Regions from separate parts of the Mus musculus genome. Here region 2 is linked to region 1. The links are chromatin contacts, called in public HiChIP or PLAC-seq maps. All regions are on one chromosome and are shown on one strand. Each heading gives the region's core, a stretch centred on a gene start, on an enhancer-like site or on the middle of the called end of the contact. The rest is flanking DNA. Distances are from core to core; before and after follow the strand shown.

Region 1 (3,568 bases), core at 406-2,905:
CAGATCCCACAGATCCTATACTCCGCACTCAAGCCAACAGATCCCAGAACTCTGCTTTTGAGACAGGTCATGTGTTCAATTCTTTCTCTCAATTACCAGTGTCTCACGCTGTCCTAGTCAGGGTTTCTACTCTGTGACAAAACACTATGACCAAAAAGCAAGCTGTGGAGAAAAAGAGTTTATTCGGCTTACACTTTGCCTCACGCTTCATCATCAATGGAAGGAAACCAGGACAGGAACTCAGGCAGGGCAGGAACCTTGAAGCAAGGGCTGATGCTGAGGCCATGGAAGGGAGCTGCTGATTCGCTTGCTCCACATGGCTTTCTCAGCCGGCTTTCTTACTGACCCCAGACCACCAGCCCAGGGATGACACTGCCCATGATGGACTGGACCCTCCCTTCTGGTTCACTAATTGAGAAAATTCCCTACATCTGGATCTTATGGAGGCACTCCTTCAACTGAGGTGCCTTCCTCTCTGATGACTCCAGCTTGTGACAAGTAGATACACAAAATCAGCCAGTGCACAGACCAAGCTGGAATCCACCATTCCTCGCCAGAGCATCCTGTGTTTCTTCCTGCACAGGTCTCCAAGCCCAAACACTCAGCTTCCTGTCCATCTAGCTACTATAGCCTTGTGCTTAAAATTAGCCTCAGTCACCCCTCAGCTTAAATCTCTCCAGGGACCTCCACGTCACTAAAAGTACTGTGCCTGCCAGAGTCAGCGAGAGCCTATGGCGTTTGCTCGCCAGCCAAGGTTTCACTGCTCTGCTCTCGCTACCTTGGCCTTGTCACTGTGTTCGTTCAAGGTTATCCCCCACCACTAGCTCCTTCTCATCCTCGTTAGTCCTTTTGTTTCAAATGCTTTTCTCCAGGTCTCTGTTCAGTTTGTTTTTCTGCAGCACCCAGTCTAACTATCATGTTCACTACAGTACTTTGCCACACACCACCCCCAGGACTCTTTATTTTTATATCTATCTCTTCTAACATATATATACCCACAATAGAGTATCTATCTGTCTGTCTGTATTCATATGTATATCTGTCTCTCTCTGTATGTATGTACACACACACACACACACACACACACACACACACACCTCTGTCTTTGCCTGCTCCCCCCCTCTCTGTGTGTCATATAAAAGCACGTTTCTGGTACCATATCTGGAGACACTCAAGTGTGGTCCAAACATCAGGCCTCCATCTTTACTCCATCTGTGCCCTACATTTCCACTGACAAGACCAGGATGGTACTGGGAAGTTTTGGCAGTCAGAACACATGGCTCATGTGTATTGAGTTATAGCCAAGAAAACATGAAACTGAATACATATTCTTACATAGGGATCTGGTTAACAATCCCAGTCCCATACACTGTGCGCATTCTCTGATCGACACTGTGCTGAATAATTCATGGATATTGTCAGATTGCACCCACAGGGCTAACCATGACTTACAAGTAAGAAGATGGATGTAAGTTGAGTAGCTTGTATAGTTATAGCCAGCAACTGGCAGCACCAGGATTTGAGCACAGGGTATCCCAGAAAACTCACACTTTAAGCCACTGTGTTAACCCACTCATCTGATACTCTAGAACCATTACTCAATGTTTGGAGGAACAGAAAACAGCTTAACACATGGCTTGTGGCTTCTGGCAAGGGAAGGAGAGTGACATTGCAGAAGCCACACCCAGGAAGCCATAAAACAACTTGTGCATTCAACTGTATGATACTGAGTATGATCTCTTTTTAAAAGTTATGTAAGTGGCATTGACCAAACTTCCTGCATGCCAGACTAGGATGTAGGCTTCAGAAAAGTAACAGCAGGCTCAATTGGAGAGAGAAGTTGTCCCAGGCGAAGAAAAGGAAGGGCGTGTTGTGTACATGAGGGCAATACATCACCATAAGATCTGTTCTTGTGTAGCAAAGGAGAGAGGTCGAGAGAGCTGGCTAGGGATTGGTTGTTTAGAAAACCTGCAACCTAACAAGCAGGGCAGAAATATGGATGAGGCCTTTGGTGCCGGAAAGATATCAGTGACCACACTGATGCTAAGTCAGAGTGTTAAACTGGGTCAAAAAAATCTCACTTCAGTTATCTATTGGCCAAGTTGATGTTTAAGAAGGTTAATTTTCTTGCACTGAGTCTCTATATCCCTTGATCACCTATAACCCAGTGTCTGGGGCCACAGAAACACTTCTCTGTTCCAACGGTCTAGATTTTACCCAATGAGCTTGCCCAAATTCCCAACATAATTGAAACAGCCTAAGGCCAAACCACCAGATATGCTAGTCAGAGAGGGGTCACCACTCAGGTGTAAGAAGAGAGTGGAGGAGCAGTGCAGCCGTGCAGAGGCTCAACAGGTCTATTCCCTGCAGCCTGTGCATCTTCAGTCCCTCAAAAAGGACAGTGGTGATAGAGTCACATCCTTCATGTACCATGATGTACGTAGACATGGTACAAAGAATGAACGAGGTGCAGGGAGCTTATTTCTAGGACCGAGACATACAGAAACGACACAGAATGGACAGGCCCACAGAGAAGTCGCTCTCTATCCCTTCTGTACATCCAAGTTATCACACATCATGAAAGGTTCAATATGCTAACTACAAATCATTTTTATGCATTTCCACAAAGCAGGCCCCACTACCAGGACTGCCCAGTTTAATCTAAAGGCTAAGACAATGCTTCTTTAACTCAAACACTGTCCCTCTGGGATGCTCGAAGTAATTGAGGACATGCCACATTTCCAGCCCCAGGAACTCAAATGATGTCTCCCTGTTTTATAATAATAGTAAGTTGTAACAGAAAGGCACTAAGTCAAGAGTGTTTTATAAGTATCAATGCGGTGATAGTCACAGCACTCTTAGTAGTGGCCCAGAGGCCTCTGGAGCTACTGACATAGCCCAGGGAATGGCAGCATCTACTTGGAAGAAGTTGTAATCTTTGCCATAATGTCTGTATATTATGTGTAATTGAAATTGTGACCTACTCATGTTTTAGCTCATATCTAACTCCACCCACATCTTACTTCCATTCACACTCAATACCCCTCCTCACCCTTGCCTTTTGTTTCCATGATAGACTAGCCTCCTCCTTCTCCTCTCCCTCCTCCTCCTTCTCTCTCTCTACACACACACACACACACACACACACACACACACACACACACACACTTGCACGTGTCTGGTGAGCTGTGTGAGCTCTGCCTCCTGTTCCTTACTACTCTCTAGTACGTGATAAGTCAGAAGTTTGAGCCAATGCACATCAGCCCTACACACAGAGTAGAACAAGTGAATGTTTCACAGATGACGACAAAAACATCACGGATTTCACTGACACAAGGAGAGAACTTGAGAGAATCATCCTGAGTGAGATTACCCAGTCCCCAAAGGACATGGATGGTATGTACTCACTTATAACTGGATATTAACCAGAAAATACAGGATTTCCATGCTACACTTCACAGATCCAAAACAACTAAACCAGAAGGAAGGTACAAGAGAGGATGCTTGACTCTCACTTAGAAGGGAGAATAAAATAGTCATAAGTAGCAGATGAAGGGAACTGGATGGG
Region 2 (3,568 bases), core at 346-2,845, 230 kb before region 1:
AAGTCGTGTTACAGACAGGAGTGTTGTCTCACTTGACAATGAAACTGGAATTGACTTCTAACGGGAGTCCATGGACAGGCTCAAAGCTGTTGTCAGTGTGTGTATCTGTTCACATGTGTAGAGCTCATGTGTATGCAGGTGTGCATGCATGTCGGGGCAGAAATTGATATCAGATGCCTTTCCCCATGCCTCTTCACTTTATTTATGGAATCAGGGTCTCTCAGTGAACTTGGGGCTCACCTCCATGAGTAGTCTAGCTTGCAATCTGGTCCAGGAGGATTGCCTGTATCTGTTTCCCAAGTGATGAGATTAAACTGGTCCTCCTTCAGTGTGAGTCCTGACGGTCTGAAGTCTGCTTCCCCTGCTTGTCCTTTCTCTGCTGAGCCATCTCCCCGACTCCTCCCTTGAAATTTCAAATGTTTCAAGGCACCCCTTTGAATTCATTGAATTATGCTAAATGTCTCACTGTGCAGTTTGAAAACTGCATGTCTTAGCCATTGTTGGATATTTCCTGAGCATATGAGTTTACCAACTTCCAGACACAAAAACCTTTCAAATTTTGACTATTGTTAAACTGAATTTACAGAGTAAATTAGAGATAATTGAGATTTTTGCCTTTAATCCATGGCAAAGATATTTTCACTTTTATTCTTAAATTTATACAGATCTTTTAAATTTTGTTTCCTTTTTTTTTTCTATGTCCTCTAATGAATGGTTGTAGCCATAACAAAATGGGAAGCTTTTCTTCCCCATCCTCATATTTCATGGCTATTTATTTTGAATATTTATGATTTATTTTGTATTCAATGAAGTTTGGAAATTCTCTTATTAACTTCGTTACTTTTGGGTGCTTTTCTATGTATACTGTAGTATTATAGTATTCACATATTGAAGGGCGTTTATCTTCTCTGCTCTGTTTGTCTTCTTCCCTCTAATCAATGACAGAGAATAGTAGCCAGCATCTTTGCTTTGTTTCTGATTTTACTGGAAAGAATAATGAAATATGATCATTTGGTACAATGTTGTGGTAGTTTTCTCTTAGGTTAAAGAAGAGGTTTTTGTTGTTGTTGTTGTCCTTTTGCTTTTGTTGTTGTTGTTTGCCTATATATACATACATACATACATACATACGTACATACATACACACACACACACACACACACACACACACACACACATGTGAGTGTGTGTGTGTGTGGTTTTAAATGAAAATTGCCCACATGGGCTGGCATGCTCCCTCTAAGAGCCAAAGATCTAACAAAACTCCAACACTAGGCATGAGAAGCCTTCTTTCAAGTTTTTGGTCAGCGTTGTCTAAGAGATTTACAAAACATAACAGGCTATTACTATGGACCTGTGTTGCATATCTTCCAGCCCTGTCCTCTGCAACCTGGAGGTGGAAGGGAAGGACCTATTTTTGAAGACAGCACGCATCTGAGACACAGGGCCCAGAGGCTCCTGAGCAGGAACTGACTTACTCACAAGTTGTAGATTCTGGTTTCCACATAAGGAAGCTTTCCTCTTGGGGTTCAAGTAGTAATGTGGTTAAGGGCCTTGAAATGGCAGCCCCGGGTGCACAACGTACCTCATGCCCAGCCACACGTGGCAGACATGTTTGTTCAGTTGTCCATGGTAACCCTGCACTGTTTGATTTTTGGCTGCTTCTGTGTACTTCAGATTCCGGTGGCCAATGAGATTATGTATTTCTGTGATTAATGATGCATAAAGTTGGGAGTATTATTTTTAAAGTGTGGCTGTTTTTTGACATGGTTTTCACCAACCATGTACTGTGACCTGCATTGGGAGTGCAAGGACAGGGTGAAATGGTTTACTTGGGAGCTCTCAAACCTATCTTGATTGAAAGCTAGCATTCATTTTAATAACAAAATATTTGAAATCACCTAACTCTCAAGCCTAGGGAAAGGCTATGTAAATTATAATATTCTCAGAGTGTGGAATTCCACGTGGCTCTTTCAAGATTTTAAATCATTTTAGTGACATTTTAGAATCCTCATACTGATGGAGAGAACAAAGCTTTCAGATGGTGTGTGTACTGTAGCTCCAACTAAGTAAAAATAGTGCACACTGCTGTGTAAACAGACTGGAAAGAACTATTGTATCAGGATAGTCACCATTTAGGTACTCTACATGTTGTTTCTGAGTGGTTGAATCACTAAACACTTTCACAACTTTGGGGCTCTCATAAGGAATACTCATCCCACTGGTTAGCAGATAAATGTCAGAAACGTAGTAAGAGCAACAGAGCACGTATCACTTTGCACTCTTCTGCAGATCCAGTTTCTTTCTGGATCAAACCTTAGGCACCCTCAGACCAAACAGTACTACCACTTGAAGAATGGCAGTCAGACTCACAAGGACCATCGTGACATGACTTTTCCTGGGAAGATCAGAACAGACATCTATCCACCCCAGTGGCAGACCAAAGAAAAAATTCGTTCCAAGACTAGTTTAGTTTAGTGAACTAGTAAGTCTATTGGATGGTTTATGGGAGCACGGTGAGGGGTTACCTCATGAAAGTGACTTACAGTCAGGTGCACCACTGAAAAGTCCATCAGAGTAGATGGCCCACAAAAGCTGTGTCTCTGGACCTCCCCAGAAAGCCTGCAGGCGAGTGCCTCTCCTTTCCCTAACAATTATTATCTGGCGTGTTTCTTTTTACTTCCTGACTCTTACCACCATCCCCCCTCCCCCTCTAGAAAGGAGGGAATAGCTATACAACAACCCAGACCATGGGGAAGCCCTCACTACTCTGCCCTGTCTTTGAACACTCTCTGTTTACTTGTGTACTACACAATCTGTGAATCACGTTCCATCTTGCTAAGAAGCCATAAAGCTGTGGCTGTCATTTCAATTGCTGCATGATAGACAGAGCATGTATGTTCTAAAACTTGCATGTACCATAGGAAAATAATTTTCCATATACCAAGACTTAAATAAAAAAAAATCTGAAACAGAATCTTGCATTATAGCTCAGGAGGGCCTCGAACTTGCTATTTAGCCAAGGCTGGCTTTAAACTTGAGCCTCTCTCTGCTCTAATCTACCCAACAACTAGAATTGTTGACATTTCCTACCATCCCCAGCTTTAGTGAAATCATCTTCACCCACAGAATCACTGAGGCTAAAGCTGCATTAAAAGTATAAAAATAAGGAGTTATATAAGCTAGTGGCATTCTGTGTGGTCCTATATTGCAATTTAATTTTTCTAGCTCATTTTTCTGATTAGTTTTCTAATTATTTTGATTTCTTCATAATTATGAAAAGACTTTGTCCCATGAACCCATCAGCTGTGCCTCCTCTTTGAGTCTCCAATCCTCAGCACTAAAATAATAATAATCATATTGACTTTGGAGGTTTGATGGGCTCAGTCAAGGTCAATTGTGGAAACTGTCTTATACATAACAGTTAATACGCAAGAAGATCCAGCACCTTGCTCCCTAACATTAGTCCCAGTAAGGCTATAGAGCAAGTATACTTTGGGGTTCATGGAACAACGGGACCTTTGCTGCAGCTAAGCATCTTTCATCTTGAAGTCCAAATGGTTTTATG

What was found. HiChIP or PLAC-seq counts read pairs in DNA pulled down with a chosen protein or histone mark.
Region 2: a RAD21 HiChIP or PLAC-seq map of pro-B cells shows a contact between it and region 1, with 3 times the contacts expected there. The contact joins two enhancer-like sites. A contact is called at or near these places in 1 of 15 datasets of contacts at CTCF or cohesin (pro-B cells) and 2 of 484 Hi-C or Micro-C datasets (macrophages and nephron progenitors).

The regions. Positions count from the first base shown.
Region 1 is chr12:12,319,023-12,322,590 of GRCm38.p6, reverse strand. The region is part of intron 2 of Cyria (CYFIP related Rac1 interactor A); the gene reads right to left. Among named protein-coding and RNA genes, the nearest start is that of Gm34407, 31 kb to the right of the region's middle. Within about 2 kb of position 1,655, at least 68 of the 459 cell types and tissues checked have an H3K27ac peak or open chromatin away from gene starts, as enhancers often do. A contact at or near this core is called in pro-B cells, where this site is marked.
Region 2 is chr12:12,550,043-12,553,610 of GRCm38.p6, reverse strand. No RefSeq gene overlaps it. Among named protein-coding and RNA genes, the nearest start is that of Gm34637, 120 kb to the left of the region's middle. Within about 2 kb of position 1,595, at least 12 of the 459 cell types and tissues checked have an H3K27ac peak or open chromatin away from gene starts, as enhancers often do. A contact at or near this core is called in pro-B cells, where this site is marked.